Linked DNA regions of Mus musculus: region 2 is linked to region 1. The links are chromatin contacts, called in public Hi-C maps. All regions are on one chromosome and are shown on one strand. Each heading gives the region's core, a stretch centred on a gene start, on an enhancer-like site or on the middle of the called end of the contact. The rest is flanking DNA. Distances are from core to core; before and after follow the strand shown.

The links. A called contact is a pair of places that touch in the nucleus more often than the background predicts.
Region 2: a contact with region 1 is called in a Hi-C map of cerebellar granule neurons, with 1.7 times the contacts expected there. The contact joins the promoter of Cdh7 here to the enhancer-like site in region 1. A contact is called at or near these places in 3 of 39 promoter capture datasets (the 3T3-L1 cell line, embryonic stem cells and hippocampal neurons), 2 of 484 Hi-C or Micro-C datasets (cerebellar granule neurons and cerebellum) and 1 of 115 datasets of contacts at active chromatin or transcription factors (embryonic forebrain).

Annotation. Positions count from the first base shown.
Region 1 is chr1:107,763,950-107,770,169 of GRCm38.p6, reverse strand. No RefSeq gene overlaps it. Among named protein-coding and RNA genes, the nearest start is that of Gm24267, 10 kb to the right of the region's middle. Within about 2 kb of position 2,764, at least 2 of the 459 cell types and tissues checked have an H3K27ac peak or open chromatin away from gene starts, as enhancers often do. A contact at or near this core is called in cerebellar granule neurons, where this site is marked.
Region 2 is chr1:109,980,980-109,987,199 of GRCm38.p6, reverse strand. It overlaps Cdh7 (cadherin 7, type 2), which reads right to left and starts at 3,477. Exons shown (of 12, transcript NM_172853.3): 1 at 3,309-3,477.

The sequences.
Region 1 (6,220 bases), core at 1,515-4,014:
ACAAATACAGAAACCCACAGATAAGCAGTAAAAGGAGCTTGAAGACTCTTGTTGAAGAATAGGAAAAAGGATTGCAGGCCCTGAAGGGGATAGGAACTCCACATGAAGACCAACAGAGTCAACTAACCTGGACTTTCAGAGTCTGAATCACCGACCAAAGAACATACACGGGCTGGACATAGGTGTCCCTACACATAGGTAGCAAATGTTCAGCTTGGTCTTCATGTGGATCCCGATCAACTGTGCTGGTGGCTATCTCAAAACCTATTGCTTGTATGTGAGATATGGTCTTTTAGCTGGGCTGCCTAATCTGGCCTCAGTGTGAGCAGAAGCACCTGCTGAGCAGAAACTTGGAGTTCCAGGGTGGGGATACCTAGGGTCTCCTACCTCCTCAGTGGAGAAGGGGGGGGAGAATTGGGGAAGGAATGTGGGAGGAGTGACCAGGAGGGGGGCAGTGAGTGAGATATAAAATGAAAAAATAAGTAAATAAAAATTAAATTTAAAAAGTTATGTTGTGTATAAGCTTCAGTTTTATTCTGCATATGATGGAAGACACTGGAGCATCTAAAGTAAAGACTGGCATGATGTTATGCATACTTAAAAGAGTGGTTTGCAGTAAAGTTACTTCTAAAAAACTAAAAGTACATACTCTAGAGCTCAGAAGATGGTAGATTGTGTGAAGTTCTTGCTGCATAAGCTTGAAGACTTGAGTCCAGATTCACAGAATCTACATAAAAGCAGAAACAATAGTGAATATCTGTAATTCCTGGATTCCTGCTTCATGATGGGACACAGAGGCATGGGAGTTCCTGGAAGCTGCATGCTCAAGAAGATTGAAATATGCATCAGTGAGCAAAGAAAACAAGTTGGAAACTCGAGGACCAACACTCAAGTCAAGAACATGAACAAGAACATGTATGAATGGGCACAGGGATACACACTCACACATATACACATACATGGATACATATACACTTGTACAGACATGCACACATGCATACACAAAAATACATACACATACATATATACATGTACATAATCCATATATACTCACATATATACCAATATACATATGCATAGATACATACATACACACATACAAACATTCATACACACACACACACACACACACACACACACACACACACACACACACACACACACACACACACTTGTTCCATACGAGAGGGGCTATGTATTGGCAATATGGCTTGCTTAATTTTTTATTACTGATTTATTTGATACTTAGTTTACAACAAGTTAATTTCTACCTATTCTAAATGAGTTTTCAATATTAAAAATACTCAAATTATAGTTAGGAAAAGGTTCTTAAATTTTCCATGATCAATAAGATCACATAAAAAATATAAAGTACTGGCTGATTTGTCCAGCAAAACAAGGAGGGTTTCAAGCTCCCTTAATATGTATAAGTTCCAAGGACTGGTGTACTAAAATCCAGTAGTGCTGACATCTCTGTCCTGAGAATTTCATCAGGCTTTCTCTAGGAGCCTTTTCACGAGGCAAGATTGCAAATATGACATTGTTTCCATTCCTCACCAAGCACTATTTTGTTTCAAATTATGAGAACAAACAAATTGTGTTATTTAAAGGAACTTAGAGTTAGCCTTGCTTAGAGGCTTGGAAGGAGTCCTCAATGGAGATCTGCTTCCTTGATTGTCAAGAGATTGAAAATCGAGTCATTTGCTAAAAAGGATTTCAGAATGTTGACTTGGAAATTTAATTTTTGGTAGGTAGAGTGCATGCACGAGAGAATGTGTGGTAGCTGTTAAGGGCAATTCCACTAAAAGACACTGGTTCCTGGGAAGGCCAATTATGAAGAGTTGCCTGTGGCACCACTCAGTGCTTTTGCTTGGGAGGTGACAGCTTTTACTGATGCTGGCTGAAAGCCCCGGTTATTGCCAGTGCCTGGTGAATTCTCTCTGCATTTGGATAGGATCATTTATTGCAAGTTTATTCAAGTTGTTCCAGGCTCATAACCAACATTATCTTTAAAAAACAAAACAAAACAAAAAAAAAAAACAAAAAAAAAAAAACAAACAAAAAAAAAACCAAAACAATGACTAATGGCTGAGCTTTATATAGAAAGAAGACACACAGGGTAAAATGGAAGCTGACAAGCATCACAAAATTGCTGCCAGAGATGAAGCACTAAGGATACCGTGGCCAAGGCTGAGAAAATTTCCACAGAATCACCAAACCAAGTTGTGAATAAAAATAAAATCAAACGTGGGGAAAGGTGAAGGGGAAAGTGAAGCAGAAATAAAGAACCTTTGCATTTTCACATGACAAAAATCTAATTAGAGAAGAAATTGCAACCATTAGTCAGATTGTTGTGAACTGTGAAGCAACACAGGGCAACTTGAGAAAGGGCTGTCTGCAGTTCCCCTGAGCTGGGACACAGCCACATAGGGCAAGATATAAATAACTTTCCTCTAACATGTGGCTTGACTTTTGGCTGCTCATTTGTGCCCACTGACCCAAACTGGAGATTTTACAACCAACCTTGAAATGCTTTTTAAAAAGCTATTATAATTTTTTTGGTAATTTAGATTCAAAAGGTGGTAGTAGACAGACAGACAGGAGGTGGTAGTAGACAGACAGACAGTCCAGAGATTCCTGCTGAACCGCTTCTCTTTGTTTATTGGTAGGAAAGTGATGAGAGAAAAGCGCAGCTATCCTTCCTGATCCGTTTCCTATTCTCTCCTCTTACCTGAATGTTGCCATTTCCCTCCCTTGTGTAACCTGCAAGCCTCAGTGCCTCCCAGCTAATAATAGCACCCTGGCTTCTGTTATCTACTTGATCTGCAAACTGCTTCCCTGACAGCAATATTTTTCCCCCTCAGGAAAGTCCAATACAACTGACATTTGGAGAAGCAATTGGAAGAATTTCAGTAAAGGAAGCTGATATTTTCCATCCAAATCAGGAAAAAGAAAAAAAGAAAACCACTTTAGAATTAAGAAACCTCTAAGGGACCATATAAAAATTCTGTAGATAGAAAGAAAATGAATAGCTCCCATTCCCTAGCTATTTAATAGGCTGTATGGTGCTCTCATGGAAATATTTAGTAAAGATACCCATTAAGATACATATTCTTTCCAAAACAATGTATTTTTAGTTTCTATAGAGATCTATACAGATTTCTATATAAGATTTCTAACAACACCTAGGTATAAAACCAAGACTGTAGATGAGAGAGTGGAATCTCAAGGCAGACATTAGTATGATGATTAAAACAGAATTTGGTCCTCAAAAACTGTTCTTTGGAATTGTAATCCTGGGTTTGTGGTATTTAAGTGGCTTATATCCAGACTTCTAAAGTGAATCATAATGTTCTGGTAAGTTTTCCCATATGCACATATTTTGCCTTGAAAATTAAAATGTGATGCCCTTACCAGTTTAATAGTACATTTAGCAGAATTCCACAAAACAGTTGAGTCTTTCTCTCACAGTTCTGTGGGAAAATTTTCTAAAATCAAGATGTTAACAGGGCTGTCATATCCCCTTTATTGGCTGTATTGAAAGATCTTTTCTTGCTTCGTCTATCTTCTCATGGCTGCTATGATATGTGACCCTTAGCTTATGGCTGTGTCTGTCCAGCTTCCCTCTTCTCTGTGTCACAATGATAGTGTGATTGATCCCCAAATTTACATTCTATTTCTTAGCAAGACACTTATCACTGGATTCAGAGTTTGCTGAATCCAGTATGATCTTATTTCAATTTAGTAACGTGAGCTAAATAATTTATAGTCCATTTTTTTCCACAATTTTATCTTATTTACTAGTCCAAAAGTTTTGGTGAAGGCCTCAATGTGTATCTTCTCTTCAGTAAGATATTAAAACCATAATAATAAATGTAAAGAATAAATGCATTCTGGAAAGTAGCGAAACCCGGACAGATAACCATATTATGACAGCTTTGGTGAAATGAAGATAAACTCTATTTAGCTACACAGTCTCACTTAAAATGAATTTACATAAAGTATGAGTAACCATTTCACAAAGAAAGAACTCAAGAAGAAAAACAGGACTGTATGAAAGGTATGCAGAAAGGTCGGACTCCATGCTGGGCTGCTGAATTTTCCTAGCATTTCTTTAGACAAAAACATCAGTAGGAACAAAATGTATTTATCACTCCAGCTTGATAAACAGAGAAAAATATTTTTTTCTCAGTAGTAGACAAACAAATCTCCATCCTTCAAGAAAAACTGGATATAATTATGTAACAATCATTTGCCTGCTGTTTTTGTGCTAATAAAGGCTTAATTTCCCCCTGTTGACACTCTCTAGCTGAAGACACTTCCATGACCTCCTGCTATTCTTGTTTGCCAATTTTCATGTATGCATGCCTCAAAAATGTGACATTTGCCTAGGAGACTCAAATTGGCATGTTTGTCTCACACTATCATGAGATGCCTTGTATATTTTTATTGAAGTAAGTTTGTGTCTCAGGGCTTTAGTGCTATGAACAGACACTATGATCAAGGCAACTCTTATAAGGACACATTTAATTGGATCTGACTTACAGGTTCAGAAACTCAGTCCAGTATCATCAAGGCAAGTTCCAGGGAGGCATGCTGTAGGAGGAGCTGAGAGTTCTACATCTTATATCTGAAGGCAAACAGGAGAAGACTGGCTTCCAGGAAGTTAAGATAAGGGTCTGAAAGTCCACTCCTCCAACAAATCCACACCTCCTAGTAGTGCCACTCCCTCTGCCAAGAATATTTGAACCATCACAACTTGGATATTCCTTAACATCAAAATTTTTACAAAGTTGCTTGTTTGCCACCTGTGGTATTTCTTGTCTTAAAAACGTCATGTAGTTATCTCTTTACAAAAATATAAAAATTAAAGAATAGCATAGGAAAATGTTATGCCATCCATGCAAATGCTGTTTCCTGTGAGGTGAAGTCTTCTGAGGAGATATGCCTAAGTGGCCACTGACCTCAGCACAGGAACTGACAGAAGATAAAAGGAAAGGTCTTCTCAAATTCACATGGCGAACCAGTACATTCTCAGGGCTTACTATCTAAAGCATTCCTTGCAGGACAGTTTCCTACCTGGACATAAATAATGCAGAGCCAGCCAAAGTACCCAGAGGCCCCCACCGTAGCATGACTTGAGAAGGCTGCTTCACTTGAGTACCCTGTTCAAACTGCATGCTTCTCCCAAAGCTCCTCCCCCCCTAATTATTCACTGTTTTTATACACATGGTGAGGGAAGCTTGTGTCTTTTGATGTTCCTTTTAATTCTGATAAATTCATGAGCCTCCTACTCCATTCTAGAGAGGAGAAAGTTACAAAGCAGGCTGCTTTTTATATACTGTGATGTTCTACTTCATCCAGAAGGAAAAAGAAACAATGGATGTTTTAAGTCTGGAAAGAAACTGAAATCACACATATTTTGAAGATTATCTTACAAACATGAGAACATATTTAAAGTCCTTCGCTTACAGCTTTCTGAGTTACTTGTATAATTTCAGCACTTTAGAAAAACCAGGCAGGTCAAGTTGGAGTTGAAGACCATCATACTAATGGCTACATACGGAGTTAGATCCCTGCATGGACAACTTCAGATTATTTCAGCAAAAACAAATCAGAGAAGAAAAAAAGAAAGAAAAAAAAAGAGGGAAGCTGTTAAGAAGCCCAAAACATTAGAGCAGTTCTGTGAGATCTGGAAAGCATCTGGCAGAAGCTGACACAGACATACCTTTACTTGGCATTTTAGGATGGACAGGGTCCATGTGACCACAGAGGCCATGGTCACATCATGAAAGGGTAAGCATTAAGGGTAGTAATCATACCAGAGATAACTGTAAGAAATACAGAGAAACTGTAAGAAAGTTAGTTCAAAGTGAATGAGTAAAAGATACAGCTGCCATTGCCATGAACACTATGGAGGATGGGGGCACATGAAGAGAGAAGGGGAGATCATGAAAGCACACAAGATGTGCCAAAGCCTAAGATATCAAAGCACATTTGTTTAAAACTCTGGTTATATCCTAGGAGATGGGAACCAGGGAATACCAAGGTGCTTAACAAGGGGCCAACCTAAAGCAGACAGAGAAGACCATGATTTAACATAAGGAAGCAAAACAAGGAAAGAGAGATAAAAGCGGAGAGGAAACATAATAAGCATAGGAAAAATAAACGCCTTTAGAAGTGTAAAAGTAGCTTCCTCAGGATCGCCACTACAGCTAAA
Region 2 (6,220 bases), core at 2,228-4,727, 2.2 Mb before region 1:
AAAGATCCATTCTTTTGGTATTTGGGACAAACCAATTCAGGGAGTATTTTTTAATGTTTGCTAAGAATTATTTAGTTAAGTTAATAAATCTTTTTTAATGTATAATTCTCAGAATTTCCAATCTTTTTCATAAGCAAGAATTATATAATATTCAAAGTTCCTTTTAACCTTAACTTGGAATTTTTAACATAAGAAAACATTTAATAGCTTCTCAGAAAAACGTGAAGTTGAGAATGAAAGTAAAGGGTTAAGGAAACTTTTTTTCTAGAAACTTTGACTATATTAAAAAAAAAAAAACATAGACAGTGAGCGGTATCAAAAAAATAAGATTACCTTTTCACTACTGAAATTCCTTGATTATCAAAAACTATGTTAGAACACTAAGAAGTTAACCATTTCTACTGAAAAAAAAAAAAACCTGAAAAACATTCCATTGGGAAATTTAGAAATAGGGCATCAATTTAGAACAGTATTTCAGAATACAAAATTAATAAATAGGAAGATTTTATTCATGAAAATAACTAGCATGCCAGTTTTACCTTATGGGTTGTTACTATAAATCCTAATATATAAAGCTGCATGCTATTATTATCATTCTAGATATAATCTTACCATCTATAGTCTCTAGCATGGTAAAACACTACTGTTATGCATTAGGCTGAATTTGTATGTTATTTAACATGACATTCTGTCAATTTAATATTAATCCTATGTAATATTGGTGTCACTCATACATATATATGTATATGCATTTGTATGTATATTTGTATTATATAATTTCATTTCAATTAGTGAGCTTTGGGAATTTCTGTTCTTTGAGATTTCTCACATAATGAGACCATGATGAAGTCCATTAACTTCCTAGGCTACACAACACTAAAACCATGGACCACAATCTCCTACTAGTAACAAGCTTCAGTATAGAGTCAGGGGCCCTAGAAATTAATCACATAGCCTTTAGTGTGCATCTGGCTATCAACCATGAGGAAAAATTTTCCCTAAGTGGATTATATAGATAATTGCACTGAAATAGAAACAACTTCTCTCTTGGGAGAAAGAAATAAAAAAGGGGAAAAGCACATGGTTTATATTGAAGCCTGTACAAATTAAAAAGTAAACAAAGTAACAAACCACAGCCCTCCTGAATTATTTATGTAATAACTAAATGGATGTATTGTACTTCTAGGGCTACCTCTTTACATTTTATTATTATAGAAAATCTTGTTTTTCTAGTTTTAGTTTTTAATTTGCCCTTGTATTACACCTTTCTGTCAGGTGTGATTTACACGACTTCCGTGAAAGGCTTTATGTTCCAATAAATACTTTACAAAATAACTTGAAATAAAATTTTCAAGAATGAAAAATCTTTTCTGTAATAAGAACTGAATGTATGGATAGACATCTGCATATTAAATGGCCCTGGACATTCTGTCAGTGAGGAGTCTTGCAAGACAAGGTGGGGGAGGGGGCAGTGATCAAGGGGGCTTCTCTGCAGAACCAGCAAATTCCCAGAGGAGGCACTGTTGTACTGTTGGTCAGAGTTAGATCTCCTCTGCTTGTTAGAGGCTAGGGAGATGGTCACACAGGACTCTGTCACATGGTTTGCCCTCAGCTCCCCTTTGCCACCAGAGCAAGGAAAGTCAGACTCTCTTATTCACTGCACAAACACTTGCATTTCTGTCCCTTTGGAATTAACTCGTGCATGCAGGCTAGTCTGGAAGTTTCTAAAATTCTCAATTTAAGATATGGGTTTGAAGCCTTCTAATGAAGTAAAAAACATTTTCTATTTCTTTTTCCTTCCAAGAAAGAACACTGTGATGCACTGCAAGCTGTTGAAGCAATAAATATAAATCCTTATAAAATTCAGGACGGTTGGAATCACTCAACAATAATATGTACAAAAGAAAACAAGTTAAGGATTTAGTATATAGCACCTTTCTGAAAGATTTGGAAAAGTATTTAACTTGACACATAGATGTATTCATTCTCTTTTTCTTTTCTTTTTTTTTTTTTTTTTTTTTTTTTTTGATATCTATATACAGTCTGAGAAGTTTAGACCCCTGATACCACTTAGAAACCAAAATACTGAATAATAGCAATGCTGGCAAGAAAATGATGCCTGAAAAGAGACAGTGGTTTTATTTTTCAGACCAAAGAAGGCTGAGCAGTAGCCAACAAATATGTTCTCCACCCTCTCTCCCTATTGGATGCTAAAAACCGAGAGTCAATTCAAGGGTACGTTTCACTAATATAGATGCCTTGTAGTAGCCTTTCATAAGAAAGAGAACAACTCTCTGACACTAAATCAATAAAAGTAGACTTAGGAAGAGGTGTGCATCTGTCAACTGATAGTTAATGCAATTCTAATGACCTATCGCAGTCTTTAATTACAGTAATACTTCACACTGAGAGTGCACAATGCCCTTTTAGTAACACTACAAACTAGAATAGCTTCTAGGAGGGTGATAGGCTGTGCCTCTTGCTTTATTTCTCTTTCCACACACAAAATTTCAGCAAGCTTACTCAGATAAAACTATTAAAACTGGATGCTGCCTCACAGCTTCCACTTAGCCACTGACAATTAAACAGGAGTACACAAGGAAGATTACCATGAAGTTGCTGGCCAGCAACCTATACTTTTGCAGTTACTCCATGCTTTTCAAAATAGCCCGTAAAAATAAAGAAAGTCATTTGAATGCATTTCTCTTTCACATAGAATAGCAAGCATTTGGCTCAACATGACGTCTGACCAGTTCTTTAGAAAACGAGCTGTTTGAGTGGGTTTCTGGAAGGTGCAGTTGGAATTACTCTTAGTTCTTCCTTCCCCTTAACAACTCTTTATAAAGACTCAAAACTACTTAGATTTTGCTGACCGTGCATCTACACAAACTTCCTTTTAATAATGGTTCCTACTACAACAGAACTCTAAAAATACATTTTTGGTTTTTGCACTAGCAATCTACCTTTAACAGCAAATACTGTCAATTTGCAATTTCAATACGATGACAATAAATTTTCCTATCTGTAAAGAGAGATTAAAGTTCTGTCAATCCACCTCTGTAAAAAACAAAACAAAACACCTGCTGGGCACTGATATTGTGGAGGGTAAGTCTTATTTTTATAAATATTGAATTTAATACATGACCTAAATATATCTCTTGCAAAGTAAAAGGTGTTTTACAAATATTAATGAATTACTATGCAAATTTTTCACAGTCTAGAGATTCTAAATCTGTGATTTTTTTTTTCCCTAACAGCTTATGATTTCCCCAGTTCAGGGTTAATTTATTTTGGTAATCTTTACTTACCTGAACTATGACATCTAAGAAATCCGAAGGGTTAATGATCTAAACCGTGAAGCCATTCAAAGCTAAGGTCCTTTTGTATCAATCCACGCTGGGAGGCTGGAAGGCTGAATACCAGCAACTAGCCTTGTGCCAAGTGAACCCACGAAGATGTCCAAGTCCAGAATGAATTCCAGAGAAGCAGGGTGCCCTTTTCCCAGCTCACACCAAAGGTACAAAGAGGCGAAGTGGAAGCAAACCCTGAAGATGCACCTGACCAACGGAATACTAATTACTAGGGGGGAAAAAAAGAGCAACCATACTTGAGTTCCACATTCACATAAGGCCAAAGAGGTCTAGGGCAGATGGTTCAAAGGAATCCTGCTCCTGCTTACACAAGGCACACACCTCCTTCCAGCCTCAGACCTCTGCAGAAAGCGGTGGCACAATTTGCTCCGAGTTGTGCCAGCATCAGTTCAAGGTCCACGGAAAGATCCGCTGGGTACCTCTTAGAGGACAGCGGTGGAGATGGCGAGTGTTTACCTCTGCATTTGAAGTGGGCTGGGATTGGGATTCACTCTCACCCTGACTACTTCCCTCGCGTTGCACCTGGTGTCTGTCAACACTGCTTTCCTGGAGGATCTCGGGAGAACTCAGTCCTCAAGCCTGTCCTGCCAGGCAGAAGCACGTCTCAACACAACACGCAGTAACTTGGGAACGCCACGGGAAACTCCGCACGGATACCCTCCCCCCCTACTCCCGCTCTTTGCTCACTTATCTGTCCGGCTCCCCGCGGTGCGCAGCGAGGGCGCGCTTCTGCGAGGGCGACCTCCCCAGCCCCAAAGGAGGCACACATACACTCACCTGGGGCCTCTCTACCCTGCCAGCAGCATCAGGCACCTGAAACCATGGCGTTTGCATTTAAAAGAATGCGCACTTGGCAAGGGGGTGGAAGGGGTGGGGGATCCACGGGCGCTCAGGGACGCTGTGCTCCCAGCTATGAGCGCCGGGCAGACACAGAAGCAGCGGACCGGCACCTGCTCAGCCCCGCAGCAGCCTACTCGTCTTCCAATCACAACGCACTCCGCAGGGCACAAGGACCCTGGGGGTCATTGAATGCTAGGGTCCCGCTCTTGATAGGGACGAAAAGGGCCATCATTATTCTTCCCTTCCCACCCCCACCCTCCACCCCCATCCCCCACACACGCTAATCCTCTGCACAACAGTCTAGGGTACCAAGTCCGGAGCCAACCAGAGCGCGCGTCCCCGGAGAGGGCGGGAGGGCGAGCGCGGGTGACTGCGAGAGGGCGCGCAGGGGCCGACTTGGGAGTGCGCATTAGAGGGAGATGCAGATCGCCGCGGGTTACCACTGGCACCTTGTCTGAGAGGCTACAGAGACTTCAGGACCTCCTGGAGAAACAGAAAGCGCTGTTGGCTAAGATTGCCAAGAGAGAGACGCTTAGTCGGCATGCGCGCGCGCGCGTACACACACACACAGACACACACAGACACACACACACACACATACACTCACACACACACACACACACACACACACACACACACACACACACACACACACACACATATGCACACACACATGCGCGCGCGCGCATCCTCCTCCAGCTCCTGGATGACTGATCAGTGCAGATGGATTCCTTTGCAGAGAAATAAAGAAGGTTGAAAGTGGGAGGGCCTCAAGCCTCCCCCTCATCCCTCCCACCACCAAAGTATTTGCATCTTAAAGCAAGAAAGTAGGGGAGTTTTAAGAAATTATTTTCAAGCCTTCCCCTCTCCCGTCAGCCTGTCTAAGAAACCTTTACCAATTAAGCTCTTGAGGCACCATGGAAGTCATAAAACTAACCAGAACTTACAATTTTATTGCTTGATAGTTTTGCCCTTTCATTCTCCTCGGACTGCCCTACTTTTTTCTTTCTTTACTTGCAGCATATGTACTCCCTTGCTGTACTCTTTAATGCAAAACTTCTGACGGGTGTGATTTCCAGGCATGGTGGAATCTAGGAGCTTCTGGAGGTCAGCAAGAGGGGAAAGAGAGAGTAGCTGGGTTTTTATTCACAATGCACGCAGCCATCTGTATGTAACTCGGTTTTGTTTTGTTTTGTTTTGTTTTTTGTTTTGTTTTGTTTTGTTTTGCCTCTGTGGGGTGCTTGATTTAACCTGGTGACTTGGTGTTTAGTCAGGGAGATGAGAGGTGAACAGATCAGTGTGCATTTCTTTGCTTTTCATTTTTCACGCCCTCCTTTTGCCCACTCAACGCACTCCACAATCAGAGAACAGACTCACCCTCAGACTCTGATTCCTTGATTTCTCATTCAGTCTATTTGGTGGATCCTTCTTGCCCTTCGCCCAATTTAATTTCTTCTGAACTTTTAACTTCTATCCCCCTCCCCCTCTGCCCAGTATTTAAAATGGACTGCACTCAAGTGACTAAGACAGGAGGATCTTGAAATCAAAGTTAGCTGGTCTACACAGAAACACCTTGTCTTAAAATAAATATAAACAATAAATACATAAGGTAAAATCGTAAAATTTATGCTACCAATCCAGTATCTTTGAACTCCTGGTAAATCTGTTACCTCTTTGTTTTCTAGTACATTACCAAAACTAAAAAGGCTTTGGAAAATATCCTTGTTTTTTCGTAGTTTGTTTGTTGATTTCCTCAAGACTATGCTTGTCTGGGTCCAGAAATACTTCATTGTCCAGATATTTAGACCTTAAACACACTGGCGTAGGGTTCTGGCTCTTTGAAAAGCTCAAATCCTGAGTTTTCCTTGCTCCTAGCACTTAATCTACAATGCTGCATCCTTCCTTCCCCAACCCCATCAACCCTCCCCCCACCCTTCCCCCACCCCTCCCCAAACTTGCATATACTTACTTTGCATAATGAACTGCATTCTGGGACACTAACTTTTCTT